2 separate regions of the Mus musculus genome follow, and region 2 is linked to region 1. The links are chromatin contacts, called in public HiChIP or PLAC-seq maps. All regions are on one chromosome and are shown on one strand. The core of a region is the stretch at or near the end of the contact, and the rest is flanking DNA. Distances in the headings are between cores, read along the strand shown. Region 1 holds the start of Phactr3 (phosphatase and actin regulator 3). Region 2 overlaps Phactr3 (phosphatase and actin regulator 3).

Evidence for each region. HiChIP or PLAC-seq counts read pairs in DNA pulled down with a chosen protein or histone mark.
Region 2: a contact with region 1 is called in an H3K4me3 HiChIP or PLAC-seq map of forebrain, with 4 times the contacts expected there. The contact joins the enhancer-like site here to the promoter of Phactr3 in region 1. A contact is called at or near these places in 6 of 115 datasets of contacts at active chromatin or transcription factors (embryonic forebrain, embryonic hindbrain, embryonic stem cells and 3 more) and 1 of 9 other capture datasets (pancreatic islet).

What each region holds. Positions count from the first base shown.
Region 1 is chr2:178,137,382-178,145,049 of GRCm38.p6, forward strand. Phactr3 (phosphatase and actin regulator 3) reads left to right here and starts at 4,552. Exons shown (of 13, transcript NM_028806.2): 1 at 4,552-5,118. The coding sequence starts at 5,004.
Region 2 is chr2:178,302,384-178,310,051 of GRCm38.p6, forward strand. Phactr3 (phosphatase and actin regulator 3) reads left to right here. Exons shown (of 13, transcript NM_028806.2): 8 at 302-455. Among named protein-coding and RNA genes, the nearest start is that of Sycp2, 100 kb to the right of the region's middle. Within about 2 kb of position 2,083, at least 32 of the 459 cell types and tissues checked have an H3K27ac peak or open chromatin away from gene starts, as enhancers often do. A contact at or near this core is called in forebrain and oligodendrocyte precursor cells, where this site is marked.

The sequences.
Region 1 (7,668 bases), core at 3,302-5,801:
TCTAGTGTCTGTCTTGGTCCATTTCCACCTTCTGCCTTGAGGCAGGGTCTCTCACTTGAACCCAGAGCTCACTGACTTGACTAGTCCATCTAGCCAGTTTGTTCAGGGGAGATCATCTATCTCTCCCTCCTTTGTGCTGAGAATACAGATTGCCCAACATGTGGGGAGCTGGGAATCAGAACTTCCTGTCCTCAAGGTGGAACCCACTGAATAATTTCCCCAGCCAGAAGATTTTGCTCTGGACACTACCTTGGGTAGTCTCACCAGCAGGGAACACAAGGTGGAGAGCTATAGGAAAAAGAGAACCAAGTTCAAAGCTGTCAGGCAAGCGTTGGGTGCAGTTTCTCCTCATGGCCAGCAGAGGGCAGAGCTGGCTGCTTGCTCATCCAGCTGACGAACTTGACTCAATGCTGAAATTTCCAAGTTCTGGGTATATTGACCTTTGTGCCTCTTAAGCTGGCCCTTGAGATTCAGCCAAAGACATCGATTGAGAAGTTCTTTTTAAGTATCTGAAGTTTGCTAGTTCTGTGTTTTCAAAAACAGTAAAGGTGAAGAGACATTGGTGGGGTCCTGATGTGTATCAACGTGCTGTCTTTTGCACTAAATGGGACTGGAACTAGGATGGCCTCTGATATCACATGGAGCTGGAATCCTCACTTCCAGGTCAGGGCCTGTGTGGCCAGACACTCCCATATGTATTCCTTTTCTTGTCTGGCTAATAGCACTGCTCACTGGATGCTAGTGCCTGAATGACAGGCACCAACAGGCAAACTTGACAGAAATCCCTGTGTAGTTACTGACACTACTGTAGCTAGTGTGCCCTGTGTAGCTGGTGACACTACTGTAGGTAGTGTGCCCTGTGTAGCTAGTGACAGACACTACTCCCCCACTCTGAAGGAATGGCTTGCATTATTATCTCTGTAGGGTGTCCAGATACTTAGCTCAAGGGAACAAGGAGCTGATAGGCACTCGTGTGAAAGAGATGCAGATCCCAGTGACCATCCATGTCCCTGCCTGGTAACAAGCCTGTGAGGGACCACAGCTCACTGCAGCATCCAGCATGGTTCTAAAGATGGACCCGACTGAGACAGAGGGGAAATGAAGACAAGACAAAGACAGACAGACAGAGGCCTGGGATCTGGAGGTCTGGGTTCTCGTCTACCGCAGCACCCGAGACACATGGCCTGTTTACTGTATAAAGTTGGCCATAGAGACAGGGTTACTATGTGTCTCTGGAGAAGGAGGCAGGATCTATGAGGTTGGATCAAGGAGGTGGGCTGCTAATCTGGGAGCACCAGGGTGTGGTGAAAGCTACGGTGGACATTTTCTGCACACACTGTCACCATCCACAATTGCACAAGAGGAGAGCCCGACATACATCTGTGCCTCGCCCCAGGGGAAGGAAGGCCTTGTCTTCCTCTGTGGGTTTGAGACTCTGTGGTCTTTAACATGGCCGTGTCCTTGTCAACAGCACATATTCACTCACAATGTCATGCACCCTACAGCTTACAGCCTGGCTGTGTATGTTCTCCAAGGGGGACAGGCCAGCCTGCAGAAGCTGTCTGCACAGAGTAGGTCATGTGACCCAGCACTGGGTTAGCACCCACCATTGGACCTTGAGTCACTCTACTGGCCAGCAGAGGCTGTGTTCAGTTTACAGTTGTAGAAATGCAGGCCTTGAGAGGGTCCCTCAGGCTTGAGAACGTTGGAGCAGAACAGGTCTGTCTTGCTGTGGGTTGTGCCTTCCTACCACCAAGCTTGATGGAGAACACCCCTGTGATACTTGGTCCCCCCTTCTCTGGACCTCCAGCTCACCTGTCACTGTTAGACTCGAGGTTCCCTTGGCCCCCCTACCAGTGTAGCATCATCAAACCATCAAAGCTGGCTTCCGTCTCTCATCCACACCTCTTCTATCTGCAGCTCGCCTGCCCACTGACTCTGACTCCCCCAGCCCAGCCTCAGCTTCTACCCCACAAATTTGACATCTTCTTATTCCACCTCCATGATCCCCCACCCCCATCCCATCAGCCTGTGCCTCCTCAACAGCAGCCAAAAGGTCCTTTGGAGATACACCTCTGCCTCTGGTTGCTTTGCTCCATTCTTGAACAAGAGGCAAACTCCAAAGAAGACAAGGGGTGATGGGGCTCACGGAACACCAAGCTGGGCCCTGCCAGGAGGGTACAGGACACCAGGCTGGGCCCTGCCTCTTTGCAGGAATGGTAGAAATCTGTGTTATCCTTCCAATGAGCTTTGTCCCGGATCTTCCCTTTACCTGGAGATACCTCCCATGGTCCTGATTGGCTGCTTTCTCATGCCTTTGTTCCCTGAACATCATTTCTTCTCACCAGGCCCACCCCTCCTCCAGGGAGGCCTCCCTCTCAGCCTCATGGCTTGTCTGTGAGTTATCCATAGAGTACTACCAAACCAACGCCAGGCCCCATTTGTTTACTATGCTTCTCTGGGAAATCGCAGGTGTAGCCACACAGACGGTGCTCAGGAAATCTTTGATAGACTGGCAGACACATCTATGAATCAGCACTCTCTGTAAGAATGTAGCCTGCTCGGACAATGTGGGAGTGAACTGGTCCTCCTGTGGGCTTTTCCTTATCTCTTCTGGGTTCACATACTGTGTGTCAGTGTGTGTGTGTGTGTGTGTGTGTGTGTGTGTGTGTGTGTGTGTGTGTGTTTCCAGATGCCCTGGGGCAGCCACATTGGTCCTCAGGGTTACTCTAAGTTGGGGAGAAACAGCTTTAGGTTTTCTAACCCAGGATACCGTTGTTCACTTGATTCTGAAGGGGGGACAGGTAGGCTGCCAGGTGAGAGCCTCAGCAGGTGAGAGGGGAAATCCAAGTGCTCTTCAGACCCAACATCAGCCTAACACCTCCATGCACATTTTAAAGGAAAAAAGAAAACTTTTCTAAAATAACTGGCGTACTACAAAGCTCACCCCTGTAGCATGTAGACGTCTGTGGATTTTTAGTGAATGTAGAGTCAGGAAACTGTTCCCACAGGCCAATTTTAGATTATCCTGAGTATCTGGGGTTACCTCAAGGAAACCGTGCACCCATTTGGCTATAATCTCCTTCCTGTTCTGCTCACTGCCCTGTCCTGGGCACCCACAAAGCCTCACTTTTATCCTTCAATGCCTCTTTGCAATGGGGTCAGAAGAGAGAGAACATCTCATGCTGTCTTCTCTCGTGCGTGTGTCTCCTGGCCTGCCACGATGCTTACATCTCACTCTTTTTCTTGGAGATAGGTTTTCACTGTCTAGCCCCTAGCTGGGGTGGCTCCAAAGTCATGAATTCCACCCCAGTCAGCCTCTGGAATGTGGGGATTACAGGTGGGAGCCACCATATGACACTAATCAGTTGACAGATGGCTGGTTTGCTTGTGTTTTTGGACCACCATGAAGGGTGGTCTCCTGCTCAGTCTTGAGGTGCATCTAGTTCATTTATTCCAGAGAGTTTATGGAAAGGAGGGAGGGAGGGAGGGAGGGAGGGAGGGAGGGAGGGAGGGAGGGAGGGAGGGAGGGAGGGAGGGAAAGAAGAGGAGATTGAGCTCCCACTCCAGATTACTGAGGCCGGGAACTTCTTGGACAGGGATCTGCACACCAACCAGGAAGCCACATCCTTACAATGTGTGTGCCAGCCAGGGTCTGAGAATGACCTAGTCTACAATTTAAGGCTCTCCTGCCTAGTGTGTGCCCAGTGATCAGAAAGAGTGGGTTTTCTATGCTGCTTTGAATTTTAGAACTTTATTTTGGAACTTGAGCCATCATCTGCCCAAGAGTGAAGTCTAAGCACTTTTCCTATTTCTTGCAGTATCCCCTGGGCATCTTCCAACCCAGCGAGGTGACACAGCAAGGTCCCCGACCCTTATAAGACTTTCCTTTCCTAGTTTTTCCCACTGCAGGGGAGAGGAGTTGCCAGCTCACCTCCAAGCTCCTCCTAGGAAAGGGAGAAAGGCTTCCTTAGGCAAGGGGGAGGGAACTTCCTTGCTGTTCCCTCTAGTCCTTGGTCCCCTCAGTTTCCTTAAAGGTGAAACTCCCTGACAGGCACCTATGCCTATGGGCTAAGGAATGGATAGAGGGGAAGAGAGTAGTGCCCCACAGGTCCTGACCAGGCACTTGATGCTGCCCCCTTTTCGTTGTGGATAGGTGAGCATAGGGAAGACCATGTCATAACCATCTCCAAGAGGAGGGCCAGGAAAACCAGCCGCCAGGATCTGCCTGGAGAGTGCCTTCAAGGGAGGCACCGCCCTCGCCTCAGGGCTCCTCCTTTCCTGTTGGTGGAGGGCGGGGTGGGAGGAAAGACTGGGGAGGGGGGAGAGGGCATGTGGCTGCTTTCTGTCCTAGAGCCCCAGGTATGGTGGTGGGCGGATCATAACCTACGATCCAGTCCATATGTCTCCCCGGCCTCTGACAGTCCAGGTATTTGAGACCCCTCCCCATCACCACTCATTCTCACTCCCAGCTTCGTGACGTCATGCTCCTCCCATGGCATGATGGGAGAATCCTAATGTTTTCCAACAGATGCTCCAAGAACAGCTTTCAGATTAAAGCAATTGCAAGAGCAAAGATTCTCCTTTTTCCCTTTTTTTCGGGGGGGTGGGGGGTGGGGTGGGGGGAGGGAGCACCCCCAGACATTCCTGGACATCTCCCCCAGCCCCAAGCACGCCATAAACACTGACAAGAAAAAGTTTTTATTTCCTGGTTCAACTTTTTTTTTTCCCCTGGAATATAAGCAGAAGAATGGGAATAAATACGAATAAATAACAAAGCGAGGCCGCGCAAGCCGGGATGCGCCTGGCTGCAGCCTGCAAGGCTTTTGTCTCCCCACCCTGAAGCCAGCCTGGCGTCCTCCTCCGTTCTTTTTCTTTCCTGGTCCCTTTTGCTTTTCCTTTTAAAAAAGACGCCCTCTCCAGCCCCCTCGCCGGTGACCTTGGCCGCCTAGGATGCTCTGATTCCGCATCTCCCTCCAACTTGCCCCTGCGTCGCCTTTCCCATGGCCGCATCCGAGGACGGCAGCAGCTGCCTTGTGTCGCGGGGCCGCTCGCAGAGTGACCCCAGCTTCCTCAGCGACTCCTCAGCCACCTCCACGGACGCCGGGGAGAACCCAGGTACTGGGCCCGGCGGGGGCGGCCAGGCGGGGTGGGGGAGACACGAGGCAGGTGGCATGGGGACCATGTCCCCACGCGCCACAGCTCCCCCCGCCCCCGCCTTTACTGGGGGGGACAGCGATCCGATTCAGGTGCCACGAGGGCCCGTGATTCCTGTCCCCAGCAAACAGGGCTGCCTCGGAGCCCTTTGTCCAGAGAGGAACCGCTTTGCTGGTAGAGCTAGGTATTCTGCAGTGTGCTCTGTTGGCTGGCTGCTGGTCTTTGAACCCCCAGTAGGGAGTGCCATGGTGGGCAGCTGACTGACCAGTGGAAGGGTCTTCGTGTCACCTCCGCCCAGGGCTGGTGCCTACTCTGCCCTCTGTCCAGGCCCTTCTATGGTCCTGTACAGGGTCCCCACCCGAAGGATCAGGGCAGCAGTACACTCCTGCAGCCACCGTGCCCAAGGCTGTCAATGGGCACCAGGACTCCAGCCAGGTCTGGCGCACCTGGGCGCGCCCGCCTCCCGGGACAGGTGTGCTGGACAGAGCTGCTGTGGGGAAATGAAGGGTGTGAGGCCAACGGGCATTGCCGGGGTTTCTTTCTGCTCTGTGTCCACTCTTCCACATTCAAGGCAATGTGGATTGTTTAGGTGATAAACAGGTCACAGAGGCATCTATGTGGCTTGATTGATGACTTTCCTTGGGACCAAGAAAGGCCTAATGAAGCAGGAGGGGGTGGGCTGTGTGCTCTGTCACCATGGAGACGCAGGAAGCAAAGTGATCATTAAAACCTTTCTCCACCAGAAGGCAATTTTCACTTCTGGGGAGAAGTCAGAGCTTCTGAAATGGATCTTTCAAAAAAAAAAAAAAAATCAGAGCTGGTGTGTGTGTCAAGTGGAGGGGCTCAGTTCTGTGTCTTCATGAGGTGCAATCCCTCTTAGTTGCTGTTTGATAACACCTTGCCTTGCCTTCCTTTGTACACTTCTCTTTAAATCCAAGGACTCATGAATGGGGGCTGAATGGTGTTAAATGATTGTTAAATAATGGCATTAAATCCCAGGGGCCAGCAAAGACTGCCTTTGTAGGGAGAGATTCCATAAGAGCTATACTGCCCAGAAAACCCCCTTTTAAAAAGTAGCTCTGAGGGACCCAAAGTGGAAGAGTGAGGGGGAGGACGGAAGGAGCTGAAGGGGATTGCAATCTCACAGGAAGAACAGCAATATCAACTAACTGGACCCCCACGAGCTCCCAGGAACTAAACCACCAACTACAGAGTACATATGGAGGGAGCCATGGCTCCTTGGTCCTGTGGAGGCCCCAGTGTAGGGGGATGCTAGAGTAGTGAGGTGGGAATTGGGGGGGGAGTGGATAGGGGAGTACCCTCATAGAGGTAAAGGGCAGTGGGGATGGGATGAGAGGTTTTGTGGAGGGGAAACCAGGAAGGCAACAACATTTGAAATGTAAATAAAATGCAATAACCAACATAAATAAATAAACAAAAATAAAGTAGCTCTGTGGGTACCAGGACCTGTTATGGAAATTTTAAGCCATAAACCCACCGAGTCTTATAAGATGTCTTTGTTAGGACTTTGGCAGAGTCAGTCACATCTGCTCACCTCAATGTGCCAGGAGAGGGAGTCCCTGACTCTAGGAGGGCAAGTTGATTTCCATAGTTTCCAGGGCAGGCTGCAGCAAGCAGACCCTTAAGTCATTAATGAAGTCTTCCCTTAGTCCTGTGTAACACCCATGGCAGATAGCTTTCCTAGCTCTCAGAGATACTGTGGAAGGTGAATGGTCCCTTACCAGACAACTACTTCCACTCCTTTGTCTCTTTGGCAGTAAAAAGAGGCAAACTTGAAATGATGGTGGATTTAGCTCTTTGGCTGTCCATGAGCTGATGCATCCGTGGGAGGCAGTAACAGGTTTGGCAGGTGGGCTGCTATCTGTCCACGAGGGAGCAGGGAGGAGGGCTCCGACGCCCAGGATGAAATCTAGCATGGGAGGACATGTGCTGGAGCCGTCGACAGGTTAGAATGGTTAGAATGGAGCCAAGCGAGCAGCTATGGGGGAGTGAAAAGTCTAAAACTCTATGAACTGTAGGGCCAGGTATTGAGCATCTGTGGATTGTGTTCAGCAGTGGAGTTCTGGCCAAAGAGAAAATCTTCAGGTTGAGAGACATCCACAAACCTGAAACAGTAAGGGTGGGGTGTGGAAGGTGCTTGCATATGTGGAAGGTTGTGGGAGACAAGCTAAATGTGATGTACCACCTGACTGCCTGGGATGTGCCAGGGCTTCCAGAGAGTCTGATGTTCTAGTCAGTTCTTGTCACAGCCCTTCATTTGACCCTCCATGCAGGTTCCCTTCCCTCTGGCTACCTGCTGCTCTAGCTGGGCACTCCTGAATGCTGAACCCAGCCAGTAGCGGCACAATGGCCAGATTCAGGTACATAGAAGAATGGCCTACCTCCATCTAGAGTCTTTGTTTTTATAAAACAGTCCTAAATTGCTTTTACCCTTCCTCAAGGCATTTTGAATTTAACGACATTCTCTTAGTCAAATCTCAAAAACGTTCT
Region 2 (7,668 bases), core at 833-3,332, 160 kb after region 1:
TAGAGTCACTCTGTAATTCATAAAGATGGCGTTGAAAGAGGATGTGTGCCATGGTCACCGAGGTATCTAGTTCCTGGACACCTGGGATGTATGATACCCACTGTGGAGCATGTGACCAGGGGAGGCCTAATGTAGCATCACGCACCCTGTCCCCTGAGTCTCTGGAAACAGCCCCATGTAGCATGTGTGGGTTGTTTGGTTTCAGCTCCGAGCCCCTGGATTTAACTCCTGACCCCATCCACAGAAGGCTACATGGAGCCAGTTCTTTAAGACCTGTTTCTCATCCCGGTGGGTCTCACAGGAACTTTGCCGAGGAAATGCAAGAAGGAGTTGCTGGCAGTGAAGCTGAGGAACCGGCCGAGCAAGCAGGAGCTAGAGGACCGGAACATCTTCCCCAGGAGGACCGATGAGGAGAGACAGGAGATCCGACAGCAGATAGAGATGAAGCTGTCCAAGTAAGTGAGCCGGTGCAGACTGATGCGGACGCTCATCCTAGCCTCTGGGATCCACCTCCCCCAGTGTCACACAGGGCTCATAGGTAGATGCGGGATCTGCAGCAGGTCACTCAGCCCTTGGCATTGCATGGGAACACACTGGGGCTGCCTATGTGCCTGTGGCTCAGCAGCATCCCTAACCTCTGCCTGTCAAGTTCCCCGGGACAATCAAAACTTTCTCCAGATATCACCAAAATACCCCTTGGTGAACCAGTGGTCTGCACAAGCCACGGGAGACGTGTGAAGAAGAGAGGATCACAGAAGAGAGAGTCTGGCCCCACTGCTGAGGACATGTTTTTGCTGTTTTAGGGCTTGCTACAGACAGCCCCTCATAAAACCCATCCAGTTATCTCCCTCTAAGAATATGGGTCCAGCTTTGCTAGATCCCCTGAGCCCTTTGGGAGAAGCTGTGCTTACATGAATGTGTACATACAGTGTCACACTTCGTGGGGTAGAATGTGCATCACATGCTATGTGCCACAGGGTGAGAGGTTCACTAGCATCCTTCTGCACTCAGTCACAGTGGGCTCAGGCTCTCCTCCTGCCCCAAAGTCTGGCTGTGACCTATGGGAACAAATGGTGGATTCCTGTACTCTCTGGGCTCCACCAGGTGATGGTTACCCAGCAACCAGTCTGTGCCATGGGTCAGGCCAGAGGGAAACTGCCCCATGTTGGACCACAGAGGGCAGGGCTAAAGAGCATTTATAGATGGTGGAACTTCAAGGGGCAGGGCTATAGCGCACATTCAGAATGTAGGACTGACTGGGGTGGGTCCTAGAGTGTGGGGTTGTGGGTCACTGGCAGAGGGCAGGGCTGCAGGGCACCTGCAGGAGTGGGACTTCAGAGGGTGAGGCTGTGGGTCACCTGCAAGCACCTTAGCTGCAAAGGGTGGACCTGGAAGCTGCAGAGCTACTTGGTTTACGAATGCCTAAGAGGTACAGAAGACAAAGGCTGCAGGACCAGGATTCCCCTTCACTCACAGAACTGGGAACTAATTTTAGACTCTAGGATGTAATACATCAGCGTCTCAGTTTCACTACATCTGAAAATGGAAAAGGATCCCAGAATTAGACACAGACAGCAGGAGGCTGTGAGTCTACCCCGGAGATCAGAGGTGGCTTCTGGTGTCTCTGTGTCTTCCTCGTGGGAATGGTCTAATTGGCTCTCTGCCTGTGTGCCTTAGGACCATCCACATTCTACTGCTGAATAATTCAGCCCCCGGTTGCCATGGCAACACATCATCTACGGTATTCCCAAGAGTGTTTGGGGTTTCCATAGCGTTTTCTTTTGCTATTTCCAAATTTAATTTTTTTTTCTTCTGTGTGTTCCATGGCTTCTCTGAGCGAAGTGATTCTCATCTTGCACCCATGACAATGCCCTGTATGCCTGGTGTGGGCATCCACAATGAGGCTGGGGTCCCCTCTGCAGGGGTAGTGTCATGTGTTACTGCCTGTCCCATCCTTCAGGGTTACTGAGCTTGCTCTCCAAATATATGTGGGTGAATGGGCACAGTCCTGGTCTCACAGTCCTGGGGCTGTGTCCTGGGAACAACCTGCAAAGGGCTGTGTGTCCCCTTGTGTCCACAGCCCCACCCCCCAAGAACATTAAATACAAAGGCACCATTGATAGGATTTCATACTGTAGGATGGATCATCTTGTACTCCAGATCCTCCCGTTCAGTCTCTTCAGCTGGAGTCACAAGTGTGTGCCACTGGACCTGCTGGCTATCACCTTCAAGTACTGAGGAGATACCACGAGTTGTTTATCTGCTCCCCTCTAAGTAGTCCTTGCTACTACATGGAGACTGAGAGGCGCATTTGCCTCTGACTTATTGTGCCTTAGGGAGAGGGTGAGATGTCTTACTGGGGTGCCGTGGGAGGGAAAGTGGGCATAGGAATCAGACAGTTAGGGAGTACCCAGCCAGCCTTCTGGGAGATGTTCTGGGCAGCAGCAGTTCTCAGACAGTGCCTCCTGCCGAGAATTCTGGAGTTCCCTATCTTACTCATTGCTTGGGGCCATCTTCTGTGGTTTCATGTGTGGTGTGCTCAAAGCCTGGGCCAAGACACTATACTTGGTGCAAAGCTGTTGACACCCACGGTGGGGGACAGGGTGCAGCTAAAGGAATGTGGAGTTTCTCCTCTGCATCGCCTAGAGATGTGGCGATCACCTAGAGAGTGGGGATATCCAGACATGAGCTTGGCCTCAGAAAGGTAGCTTTAGATAGCAATCGTCCTTCGCAGTTGTGGCCAGGGGTCTCCCTCACTTTGTGAAGAGGAGATAGTGGGGCTGGTTAAAAAGATTCCAGGTCATTTAAAGGAACAAGGTCATATTCCTGGCAGGAGGAACTGGCTGGGAACTGCTACTGTCATTGCTAGGCATCCTCATGAGCTGTTTGTCATCGGCACAGGCATAGAAGCCACCAGCAGGCCTTCTGGAGAGTATGTAACATGATTGAATAAACAGGCTACAGGTGCTATTAACACAAGTTTCCTTAGAGCCCCCCTGTGGAGCAGATGACAGCCTTGCCCCTAGACCAGTTGGTTGATGGTTTGCCTGGGCCAAGACTCTGGACAGGCATCTCTGGAGTGATGGGTTGTACAGCCTCTTGTTTGTGCTCCCTGGAGGAGGCCTTTGTTCTGGGGCTGAGTGAGAAGCTGATTAAAGCTCAATAGCATCCTTCAGGGGTTGGCACTTAGCACATTAGCACAGCGGTTAAGTGATCCCCAGCTTCTCTCTGTACATTGTGTTCTGCTGGATCCAGAACAGACCGCCACCACAGGGCCACAGAGAACACAGGGTCTCAAGGAAAACAGCGCCAGGCACACTTGTACCGCCGAACAGAAGAGCCACCTCTCCTGCTTGCTCACCTTGAACTCTGCATTTGAACAGGGGGGTTGTGTGATGCTCCCAAGGGTGGGAAACTGGGCACTGCTACCTCACTGCATGATGTGAGGCTGCTGAGACTGCAAAGGAGGCTGGGCACGATGCAAGCTCTTGGGCTTTTGGCTGCTGGGCTTTGGAAATAATAATCTTATCTGCTGCTTCTAATTGCTCAAAAGCTTGTCCTATCTAGAGTGTGCACATCCACTGCATAGGTAGAGGTTACACTACTAACAAACTTCAGTGAATCTTTGCTTCATCTCCCTCCCTCCCTCCCCTTCCCTCCTTCCTCCTCCCCACTCTCTGTCTTCTCTTTCTCTCTTGCCCTAACTGTAAGAGTGAATGTGAGCCCAGTTCACCATGGGCACTTTAAGTACTGTGGGCATCACCTTGGAGACAGTCATCGTCGTAAGGTAACTGTTGCTTGAGTCCGTTTTGCAGTCCAGTGGCTTATTTGGCGCTGTGCATTTGTGGTCTCCTGGAAGGTTTGCAAAAGTGTCCTGTGGTGGGTACATACTCTGCATAGCTTCAGTTTTCACTTGAGGAGAATGAGCACAGCACCAAGCCATGTGGCAACAGGTGGCTGGTTAGAGGTATGAAGAGCCAGGGCTGTTTGTGTCAACATGCATGAACTCAACACTGCTCCCAGCCCCCATGGAAGCAACTAGTGTGCAGAAGAGGGTTGGGGACACAAAGTGGCAGCATCTGTCATTTCTGAAAGATGTGAAACAATGTTACTCTGAGGCTCAACAGCTTAGTGTTGTCCCCAGAGGCTTCAGCCTCTCATCCCTTCACAGGGTCAGCCCAGTGCTGTCTCCAGAATTACAGGGCAGGGAACATTGGAGGGTAATTGTTCCTCTGATACTTTCTGGTTCCATATCTGACTCCCAGGGGAAGTATGTGAAGATCTCCAGACCTTCCTCCCATCTTCTGAGCCGGGACAGAGAGAGAGGGAGAGGGAGGGGGAAGGGGAGGGGGAAGGGGAGGGGGAGGGGGGAGGGGGGAGGAGGAGGAGGAGGAGGAGAAGACAGAGGAGGAGGGTGGAGAGAAAGGAGACAGGGAAGAGAAGGAGAGGTAGAGGGAGGAGGGAGGAAGAGGGGAGAGTGTGTTTACCCCAGGCTAGTAGGCTTATGAACTTCCAATGATTCTTCTGTCTCTACCTCCCATCTCACTACAGTGCTGCTACTGCTGATGTGCCCCGTGTCTGGCTTTGTGTAGGCTTTGAGGACCCGAACTCAGGCTTGTGCTTGTCCACCAAGTGCTTTACCCAACAAGCCATCTCCCCAGGATCTGTACTTTACAATACCCCCCTCTCCAGTGTCTTCCGTCCTTTATGCTGTTATGGCCTCCTTAAGACCCCTGGGAGACAATTCTCTGAGCTTTAGCATCAAAGTGATCTATGTTTCTGCTTAGTCTGTTGCTATTTTAAGGGTAATGCACACTTTATAATTAATCTGTTAACCTTTATTGCTTCGTCCACCAAGAAGCTCAGAGCAGAGTGCACAGCTGCCCGTGACAAATGTGTTGTGTAGTGTTAAATGTGTGCTGTGTTTAAGCACCTGATATATGCTTTTTCTTCATTTTATTGTTAAGAAAGTAGTTAGTGTATAGTTTCAAGGTCTATTTCTATATTTAAAAATGTTCAGCGGGAACACCTGGTCCTTTGTGATGGGGCTGTCAGTGTGCTGAACATTCTGCCCCCTGGTCTCCTCTGGAACAAGGCTTCTCTGTTACAGCCCTGCCCCAGATGTCCATTGGTACCCGTGCTGTGGCATCTTCGGATTGGATAAAAATGCCAGTGTGCTTTTCCCTTCCAATATGAGGACCTCACGGTTTAGATAAGGCTACAGTGATGGTTTGGGGACATAACCGAGGTTTATATTTTTATCTTTTTATGGATTATTTGTATAAGATGTAAAAATGTTTTAAAATGGCAATGATAAGTGTCGACAATATTTAAAACAAAACCCAGACATCTTTAAAGAAAAAAAAAGAAAGAAGAAAAAAAGGAAAGGAATTAGGCACAAATAGAAACTAATTGTCTGATACTGTAGTGGATCTCTCAAGATCATGGATGAAGACAGCGGCAGATTTCCTTAAAAGCATCTGTGGATGACACACGCTGAGAACTATGAACCTAAACATTATATAACAGCAAAGGGATTCTCCTGCCCAGTTTACAAGACACTTACATAATAGATCCTTAAATGTAAATTGAACAGTGCTGTGTGAACATAAATTATAATAGGGGATTAAATAACAGTGCCCAGCCTGGCCAAGCTGTCGACTTTCCTGGCTCACCACTGAGCTGCATGGCTATCTGTCAGTGGTGCAAAGAGCCAGGACAGTTTGTGTTAACTCATGTGAAGTCACCTACACCCCAGAAGTTAAGAATAGACAGGCAAGAGAGGTGTGGGAGGGAGAGATGGTCGCAGCCATTCACCTTTAGTCTCTGAGGAACATGAAGGGGATGTTGGTGGCAGAATCAGCAACTTTAAATGTGCTCCATGGGCTGTGGCCACTCTACTATTCACAGGGCTGACCTAGTAATGTCTCTGAGCCTTTCTGGGTTCTTGGGCTGTACTGAGTTCAGCACCAGGTGGTACTGGCAGTGACTCCTATTTGGAGAAGTCTCAGAGCAAGCTCAAGAGGTTGACACTCCCTTAGCACTGAGCTGGGGCAGTGAGTGTGGATGGGGGTGATGGGAGACTCAAAATCCAGGCTTGAAGAAAAAAGAGTCCTCACGTTAAGTTATCCCCTGCATCCCATCCCTCACTACTATGTGGATACCATCTATACCTGTTCCCATGTGACATCCTTGCACTGACATGGCTATTACAGATGCATAGAATGTGCAGCCCAGCCACACACTGGCTTCTCATTTGATCTCTCCAAAGTTCCTTCCAGTTCAATGTCCCATAGGAATAAGACATTATTGGGAAATAAGTGGCCTCACATCCCACAGTTGTCCTTATGCTCTGGAGAAGCAGGACACAGTGTAACCACTGGGCTCAGTGCTTCCGCCTCAGTGCACATTAAGACCCAGGGACAGAACACACTAGGGACAGCCTCCCCCAGGTGTTTGTGACATGAGGCACTGCCTGTACTAGGCCTAGTGGGGGACGATCTGTGTCCAGACAGGGTCTTGATACTGCTGGTGCTTTGTAGTTGAACCTGTGTCCATAGCAATCCTCTTACAGGCTGGCACAGTGTGGGGAGCTCTGACCACAGCCCTGTGTGGGGAGCACCTCTTATGCTCTGTTTGGGTGGCACTTAGAGGAGGAAAGGAACAGAGGCTGTGTTCACAGCATCTCATACCTCTGATCCCAGTGCCCAGCTCCTAACGACTGAGCAGCCCCACTGATGCTGCGGCCTCAGGTGCTCTGCACACATCTGTGTCCAGACGGCAGATGATGTCCTGTGTCTAAAACCCATAGTCTGATACAGGCTGTATTAATGAGGCTGGTAACATCACATCCTTGCTCACTATTTATTCTATCAGTGTCTGCAAGTCTATGACTCTGCTCTCAAAGCTGGGTGGGGTGGGGCATCATATATGCTTTCTTAATCATGTTTCCACACCTGTAACACTGTTTTGGCACTCACTGAGGAAAAGACTGCAAGTCGCAGGTAACAATATCGCTTTAGGACCTTTCTATGGTGACTCTAAGTGCCACCCACACAGCACTGCTCTCCTTCAGGAGGCTGATACATGTTGCTCTGTATTGCTTACAGTGACAGAGGAGGTGTAGGTACAGGAGAGTGGACCCAGGTTGCCCAACAGTTTAAAATGTCCTTGCATTTGAATGTCTGTCATGATATACATCCAACTATAGAACATCCAAGTTCATGCAGTGTGCAGCTGATGGGTGCTAGGGGCTGCATGAGTAGATATGCTGCCACAGGTATGGGTAAGTCACTGCATGCCACAGGCCAGATGGAGCAGCTGCCTGCAGAAGGCCCCAGGGGTAATGACCAGCCCCCAAAAGAGTTGCAGTGGGTATCAGGGACAGGTATGATGTTCAAGCTGGGTTTTAATGAACAGAAAGGGATATGGTCAAGCGACGGACTGGAGAGCAGGAGGATGAAGCTGTAGTGACCCAGGGACATGGAAGCCTGTGCTTGCCCTGCTCAAGTGTCACTGCTGAGAGAATTCCATGGTTGACAGCTTACTGAGGCTCCCGGCACGCACATGCCGTTTGCGATCAGCTAAATATCACTGACCAGAGAGACCTCTTTTGACTGTCCCTCCACACCCCAGTTGACACGACCCCACTCTGTCTCCCTCCATCAC